Linked DNA regions of Sus scrofa: region 2 is linked to region 1. The links are chromatin contacts, called in public HiChIP or PLAC-seq maps. All regions are on one chromosome and are shown on one strand. The core of a region is the stretch at or near the end of the contact, and the rest is flanking DNA. Distances in the headings are between cores, read along the strand shown. Region 1 holds the start of STRADB (STE20-related kinase adapter protein beta). Region 2 holds the start of TMEM237 (transmembrane protein 237).

Evidence for each region. HiChIP or PLAC-seq counts read pairs in DNA pulled down with a chosen protein or histone mark.
Region 2: an H3K27ac HiChIP or PLAC-seq map of alveolar macrophages shows a contact between it and region 1. The contact joins the promoter of TMEM237 here to the promoter of STRADB in region 1. A contact is called at or near these places in 1 of 47 Hi-C or Micro-C datasets (heart right ventricle) and 1 of 2 datasets of contacts at active chromatin or transcription factors (alveolar macrophages).

Annotation. Positions count from the first base shown.
Region 1 is chr15:105,053,482-105,057,370 of Sscrofa11.1, reverse strand. It overlaps STRADB (STE20-related kinase adapter protein beta), which reads right to left and starts at 2,153. Exons shown (of 12, transcript XM_003133587.5): 1 at 1,879-2,153. It overlaps TRAK2 (trafficking kinesin-binding protein 2), which reads left to right and starts at 1,317. Exons shown (of 16, transcript XM_021075699.1): 1 at 1,317-1,519.
Region 2 is chr15:105,274,011-105,277,899 of Sscrofa11.1, reverse strand. TMEM237 (transmembrane protein 237) reads left to right here and starts at 2,093. Exons shown (of 13, transcript NM_001243665.1): 1 at 2,093-2,195; 2 at 3,446-3,477. The coding sequence starts at 2,178. MPP4 (MAGUK p55 subfamily member 4) reads left to right here. Exons shown (of 20, transcript XM_021075035.1): 20 at 42-605. The coding sequence ends at 227.

The DNA.
Region 1 (3,889 bases), core at 904-3,403:
ACATATATAAACTAATATATATACAAAAATCAATCAGTAACAAGGCCTACTATATAGCACTGGGAATTCTATTCAATGCTCTGTGATGGCCTATACGAGAAAAGAATCTGAAAAAGAATCGATATATGTATAGCTGATTTACTTTCCCGTACAGCTGAAGCTAACACAACATTGCAAGTCTACTCCAATTAATTTTTAAATATTCATACCTTTTGACCTAATAAAATTCTCACTTCCATTAACTTATTCTAAGGAAACATCCGAGTAAATGAAAAAACCACACACCTGAAAGTCACTGTGCTATTGACTAAAAAAGCCAAGTATTCACTTCACAAATGTTTAATGAATGCCTGTCATGGGTCAGGCACTGTGCTAGGCACTTGGGACACTCATTAGTGACCACCGCAGACAAGGCCCTGACCACTTGTAGGGGACATTCCCACAAGCAGTAAGATTAGAGATATCATGATTAACTGAATTTCCTGGTTCTCAGGATTTTGTTTCCTGCTTTTCCCACGTAATATAAGTAAGTTCTTAAACAACAAAAATTTTGTAAACTCCATTACACTTTTTTTTTCCCAGAAAAACTCATAAGAAACACAATCTGTGAGAACTGTGCATGGGTTAATCCCAGAGATTTTGCTTTAGATGTGACAGACTATTAAGAGATAATATTATAAGACATTTTGAGGTCAAGGCAGCAGCTGCCCCTGCTAAGGGCAGCGGGGGGAGGGAAGGATAGCTTTGCTGTCATAATTTTCTCCTGCATGCGCTTTCACTAGGTATAAATATAAATTCTTTAAAAAAAATCATGGTGAGACTTGTATTTCTAAATATATTCACAGGTACATCAGTGTGGTCTCTTGCACTTGTATCTAAAAAGCTAATTAGGATAAAGCCTTATAAATAATTTAAATCTGTTCTATATTAATGGTTCCTCCTAAGGCTTTAATCTGAAAGGTTAAATTAACACTTGCTGAGAAAATCAGGAGCGCATCTAAATTACACAACTGGGGAGGGGGGAGAGAATTAGTTAATGTAAACATCCAAAAGAGACCACTGTTACTGGGAATGCAAAAAACCTGATTTAACTGCGCAGAGCTCTAAGATTACTGTAAGTTTCAAAGGGATCCTGGGAACCCATAAAGTCTTAAAAATTAGAGCGACGCACAACTCAGTAGAATTTTCCAAACTTAGCATCGTGACTCACACTTTCAAAAAATATTTACGAAGTGCCTACTGTGTGCCAGGCTCTAGGCTAGGTAGGCGCTGTCACAAATTCTGATCAAGTTCTAAGGGAAAAGGTGCCTGACACAACAAACCCACGAGGAAACAACACAACGCTGAACTTAAATACCGAGGACCAAACGCAGCTTGAGCATTTAATGATGTAAAAGCTTCCTTCCGAGTCCTGTTTTGGGGCACTTTGTTAGCGAACTCACAGAAGGTGTCACACGGAGCGGGGGCCGGAGGGCGTCCTCGGTTTGGAAACTTCTCGAGCGGGGAAGCACGGCCAAAGGTGAGAGCAAGGGTAAGGGTGGGGGTGGCGGGGCCGGGGGAGAGCGCGGCGGGCGGATGGGCCCCCAAACACCTGGCACCGCCAACCCCAGCAGGCGCCGCCTACGCCGCACGCAGGTGCCTCCGCCGCCGCGAGGCCCAGGACTCCCGGGCAGAGCCGGAGCTGCGCGGGGCGCACGGGCCGGTCGCCACGCAGAGCCGGGCTCCCTCCACAGCCCCGCTGGCCGCCCGGGCTCGGGCTTGAGGCAGGGTGGCGAGTTCTAGTCCCGGGCTTCCCGAGGTTAGCGCGAACGCAACCGCGCTCCCTCACGTCCCAACTGTCCCTCCCTTACCCTCCCCGGCCCGGCGTCCCCTCATTACCTAGGCGGCGACCAAAGCCAGCAGCTCTCCTCAGGCAGCCAAAGGTGCAGGGCCCGGGTGCCCGGCCCGCCCAGGGGCAAGGCGAGAGCGCAAGGCCCGCTCCCAGCGCGGGCCGCGAAGCTCAAGAGGGCGGCGCGACCCGGACTGGGACTGTGGGCCTGGAACTCGGCCCCAGCCCGGGGCACCCCGCCGGGACGGGATTCGCCCCACCCCGGCTGCAGGGTCGCGGCCCCGCCTCCCGCCTCGGGGCCGCCGGTTAGGGGGCGTGGCCTTTCGTGCTAGGGGCGTGGCCTAGAGGAAACTGCAATTCCCAGCAGGTAGTGCGCTAGCGCCTTAGAGGCTGCTGGGAGAGTGGGTCTCGTCCTCTCTTCCCCAATTGTGCGGGGCGGGGGACTGTAATTGAGCCGGCGTCGCTGCAAAACCGAAGTCGCCGAGTGATGATGTTGTGAAGTCGCCCACCAGTCCCTGCCACGCCCGGGCGGTTACAGGCAGCGGCGGCCGCTTTGGCTGCTGCTCCTAGGCTGCCGCCGCTTTTAGAATCTTCTCCTTGAAGGAGCGCGGGCGCAGGACCGAGGACCCCGGGCTATTCCTGTAAGTAACCTTCCCGCGCACGACCCGAACTTGCTCTTGCCATCTTCTCTTGAAGGCAGAGGAGCCTCCTCGCCCCGCGCTCCTCCTGGTCCTCGGAGGTCGCGCGCGGACACTGGAGCCGGAGCTGGGTACTGGAGGGCTGGGTGCTCGCCGGGTCCCCGCCCCGCTCTGGGAAGCGGGTGGTTTTCTAAGGATAAGGGCGAAGTGGTGGGCATTGGACTCTGGTCCCCGGGTTCACCCCAGATGCGCCTCTGAGGAGGATTAGCAGTATCCCATCCTCTGCCGGACAGTACTCACCTAGTGCCCCATCCCCGAGCGATGAGCGGCTTTAGTGTCTGGACGTTAAACCTTAAGCCTCAGTCGCCATCTGTGATGGGAGAGAGATGAGACGATAGTGGAAAAGAGCTCTATGTTGAGTTGGGCTTTTCTTGCAATTGATTTTGAGCCAGACGTCTTTTAAAAGAAAGACAGTTGCCTTTAGTTTCAACCGTAAATAATGAATATTGGCAGATATCCTTTTAGTATCAGCATAAAGATAATCTCCCAAACACTTGAAAGACTTCTGGGTCATTTTAATAGTGGTGAACTCGGTTACTTGCCCACGAGCCTTTTATTTAAACCTGCAGTTTCTGCCCCAGAAACAAACTTTTCACTGGAAATTCATCAAGCTAGAATGGACCATAGAAATAAAATGAAAAGGACTCTTCCAGGTTTTTGTTTTTAATTTATTTCAGTCATTTTTCCCCTCAACTTCAAATCTTTGCTGTAGAATTGGAAGTCTGAGCTAGAGTGATCTCCAAATAGCATGTTGACGGTGGTGACATGACACTACAGAAGAAATTGTGAAGGACATTTGGTGGTAAGAAAGGGCAAGCATGAAGACACTTTATCATCTCAGCAGTTATTCCAGCTTTCTGTTTTTAAAATTCAGTAACATTCAGCAAGTCTCAGACATTCATCAAACACTGAAAGACAGTTGTTATATTTACATATCTTTATTCATAGGATGACAGGAGTCAGACAAACATTTGAGTACTTCCAATCAGCCAGGCATCTCAGTTATGAGCTCTACATACGTTGGATCTCTTAATCACTAAAATAATTCTGTTGCATAATCTGAGGTTCAAAAACTTTGCTTATGTAACAAGTAGAGATTCATACCTAGATCTATCTGCCTTACTTCAAAGTGTGGGTCAGGTAACTTGTACCTACTTCAGAATTACTGACCTTAAAAAAAAAAAAAAAATTACTGACCTTAAAGGTTGGAAAAGCATTTTCCAGCATTATTTCCTAATACCGGTTCCTACTGCATACCTTGGACATCTAGAATAAATCCTGAAGCCCTGCTTTAGTGCTTTTGAACCAGTTGTTCTATCTACTTGCAATTCTCATCCTCCACAGAGTTAAAGACCATTACAGG
Region 2 (3,889 bases), core at 844-3,343, 220 kb before region 1:
ATTATATTTGTGCTATGCATATTTTCCTATTTCTCTTAAAGGAGGAAGATCTACAAGAGATGGAGGATTTAGCCCAGAAAATGGAGTCTCAGTTTGGCCAGTTTTTTGATCACGTGATTGTGAATGACAACTTGCAAGATGCATGTGCTCAATTGCTGTCTGCAGTTCAGAAGGCTCAGGAGGAGCCTCAGTGGGTACCAGCAACATGGGTTTCCTCTGATAACTGAGTCTTAAGGAGACCTGCTTCATACTGGAATTTTAAACAATGTTCACTTGTTAAAGAGAGCTGGAAAAATAGCTGTAATTTAAAACAGTAGTATTGTACTATTTGCCCTATTATAATGTGTGCAACTTCAAAAGTGTTGTGGTTTGCTAATTAATCTTGCTTGAAAAAAAATTGTAAGGTATGGTTATCTAGAGTTATCTATTTGGTTTTTAGGGGAAAAAAAAGTTTTCCTTTACTTCATATACTGCATTTGATAGGGATATAAACAATGCTAAGTCACCGAGTATGAGGATATTTCATAGATTTCACATGGCCTTTGTATGATTCAGATAAGAAGAGCTTTCCTAAATAAAATTAGTGTCTAATTTCAAAAACTGCATTTTACCTTATGAAACTTCTGTTTCATGAACATGAATTTTACAAAAAGTGTCTACTTGACTAACTGCAAGAAGCATTAATACACACATTTCACATCTAACACCAGAACTTACAGAAACAGCACTGCTCCCATCATTTTACACATTAGGCTACAATGAAACGTTATTTTGATCAGAGCTGTAACAATCATTAATTTTCCCCAAAGCTAGTATCTACATTTATGCTTAAATTAGGAAAGAGGAATGGATTTCGGTGGTAGAGACCAATATCTGAGACACCTCCCCCCCCCCCCATGAGGACGTTATTCCACGAAGGCTGTCTTCCAGCAGCTCTTCCTACTCCTGTATGTCATATCCACACCATCCCCTTACTCCTTCTTAACCTTAAACTTCAAAATATCTGTAGTTTTCCATGTGAAATGAATACTTATTATTTTTCTAAAATGTCTAAACAAAATGAAGAAAATTAAGCCATTATTAACACTTTGGTGAGCCTAGATTTGATTTTATGCTGTGCTTCTTTGGATGGAGGGTAAGCAATGGAAGAAAATCCGAGAATCGCCTGCGTCAACACACACACTCAAACCCCAAGCTAAACTTTGGGCTTGGTGGTTAAATGCGTCTCTGACACCAGGGATTGCGAAGCTTGGCCGCGCGGAGGCGGGCGGAGACCTGGGGAGGCGCCCTAGTCTGGCGCCACCAAGCCCCCGCCTCCCGCAAGTCCGAGAGACCTCTGCATCGCGGGGAAGCAGCCTCGGGCCCGCGGCAGTTGCGCCGAGGCAGCCCGGCGGGCACCAAGCCATGAGGGCCGACTCCGGGCTCGGGGTGGAGGAGGACCACCCGGTGAGCGGTTTAGGGCCCGTCGGCCTCTGCTCCACCCGGGCAGCTACCTCTGGGGTGAGGCGGACGGGATCGAAAGGGGAGAGCCCAGCTCCAGGAGCTCGCGCAGCAGCCCCTTCGGCGCTCACAGGATAGGCTTGGGGTTGGGGTTGGGGTTGGGGGCTGGAAATTCGTCCCAAGGCCGGACCCGAACTCCAAGAATCGGGTGAGGGGGCAGGCGTGAATTTTCCGGGGGCCTGGGTGCGCACGTTGCCATGACGACGCCTCACTTCTCAGCGGCCCCAGCCCTTGCGAGTTTCGGGGGCAGTCGACGAGGCCCTCCTTATTCACGCCCCTCGGAGGGCATTTAGCCGCCCGGGAATGAGATCGCCGTTTGCCAGTGGGGAACTTTCAGTCCTGGTCTTCTCTTACATTCCTGGAACAAATGTCCGCAACCACTTGGGAAATCATGGGGAAAACCGTGATTGCTACCCCGCGCCCGCTGGAGCCTCTCCTCCAGGGCACTTCAGCCCGGACTCCGATGCCCCCTTTAACGCCGGAGTAGACAGAAAAGGCCAGACAGGGTCCCCCACCCCGCTCCCCTTCCTTCCCATCTTGCTGGGAGGAGGCTGTGGGTCCTAGCGGCCTGGACAGCGCAGCCCGATGACGCATTGCGCCTGCGCGGGAGCGGGCCGGGCGGCGGTGAACCCTCTCCCGGGAGCCCACGGCCGCGGGGCATCCCGGATTTAGACAGGATGGGGAAGAAGCAAGTGGTAAGCCAGCTTTAGTTCCTTTTGAGTTTACTTGAGCCACCCACCTTTTGAGGAGCGTAGAGACTGACTTTCTGGATAGATGACACCTCATTTTTGCGGGACTTTTGAAATGTGGAGTTACCCTGTGAACTGAGCCCTTGGTTAGAACGCGGTCCTTAGCATCTTGAGAACAATAGCGCTTTCATGTGACTCTCTTTTTTTCCAGTTGAATTTTAACTGCTGGATAGTGGTAAGACCTTGTCCTAGTGTAGTAGCATTTGTATTAATACATCTTTTGAATGAATGGATAGCGAAATGGGACAATTGTGGAACAAACAATCGGAGTGTTTAAAATTTAACCCTTTTTAGTCAGTATCCTCTGCAAGCAGCTTGAGATACTTGCAACATTAAACTGCATTTTAGACATTTCTGTTGGTATTTTATTTTGAAAAATTCCAGAATGCCACTTAACTGTATTTTTTCTGAACTGCAAACACTTTTCTTTTTCATGTAAAGAAGTTTTTGTAAGTTTTTTTTTTTTTAATGCTTTCTGCCCTAAAATGTGTTCTTTACGCTGTGTTCAGAGAATTTTTTTTTTTTTTAATGTGTTACTCTGTGTCTTAAAAACCTCCATCGGTTTCCTATGGAATTAAAATAGAATCTAAGCTCCTTCCCTTGGTCTTCCTAATTAATCTGCCCATGCTTGGATAACTGCTTTTTCTTTACTGGCTTTCTTTTATCTGGAACTATTTAAGCCCAGTCTCCCCTAAAAGCCTTGTATTTGCTCCCTTTGGTTCCTTTCTTATTCAAATCTCAGCTGTAATATCTCAGAGAGACTTTCCCTAACTAAAGTAATACATATGATCATACACATTACTGTAATAACGTGCATGGTTTTATATATATTTATATATGCATATATATGTATACATACTGATATATGTGTGTATAAATATATTTAATGTTATCTTCTAATACTTAACCACTAGAATGTAATTCCAAAAAAGCAGGCATTTCTCTGTTTTGTTCATTAATGTATCCCTAATGCTTAGAACAGGCCCTGGCCTGTAGATAGTAAGGAATATAGGAAGGAAGGAATTTTTGTAAGAAATTTAGAAATGATAGATCAAATTTAAAATTGCCCATTTGATCCTCATCAGTGCCTCCTGGGCATTAACTGATGAACAGGGCTATCAAAAATGTGAGGTACATGAAGTAAAGATGTTCTAAGGCTTTACTTACAAGCCGTTTTCTTTTTCTGTTCCCCATAGCGTCCTCCACGGGCCCTTCCACCTGTGCCAAGGTAAAAGTAATTTGTAGTAATTTTATTATTGAATTTTAAAAACGTAAAATCAATAAAGTGAAACATATTGAGACTATACCATTACATAATTATGATAATTCAGAAAAGGCTTCCTAAAAATTTAAAGGTGGAAAATACTTGAATTATTGAAATAACAGTTATAATTAAACCTTTTGCATCAAAGATTGAATGTCCACATGTTAGGATAATGGATTCATTCGGAATGTTTTAGTGTCTTGTTTATCAGACTTCTGATCCTCTTTTGTTTGCTAGAATAGTTTCCTCAGAGTTTAAGCCGATTTTAGTCAGTGACAAAATAAGAGTTCTTAATCTGTTCAATCCACTTTATTATTAGACTGAAGGGAGTATGTATATGTAGGTTCAGAAAATATTGGGGTTATTTCGTTAGCCT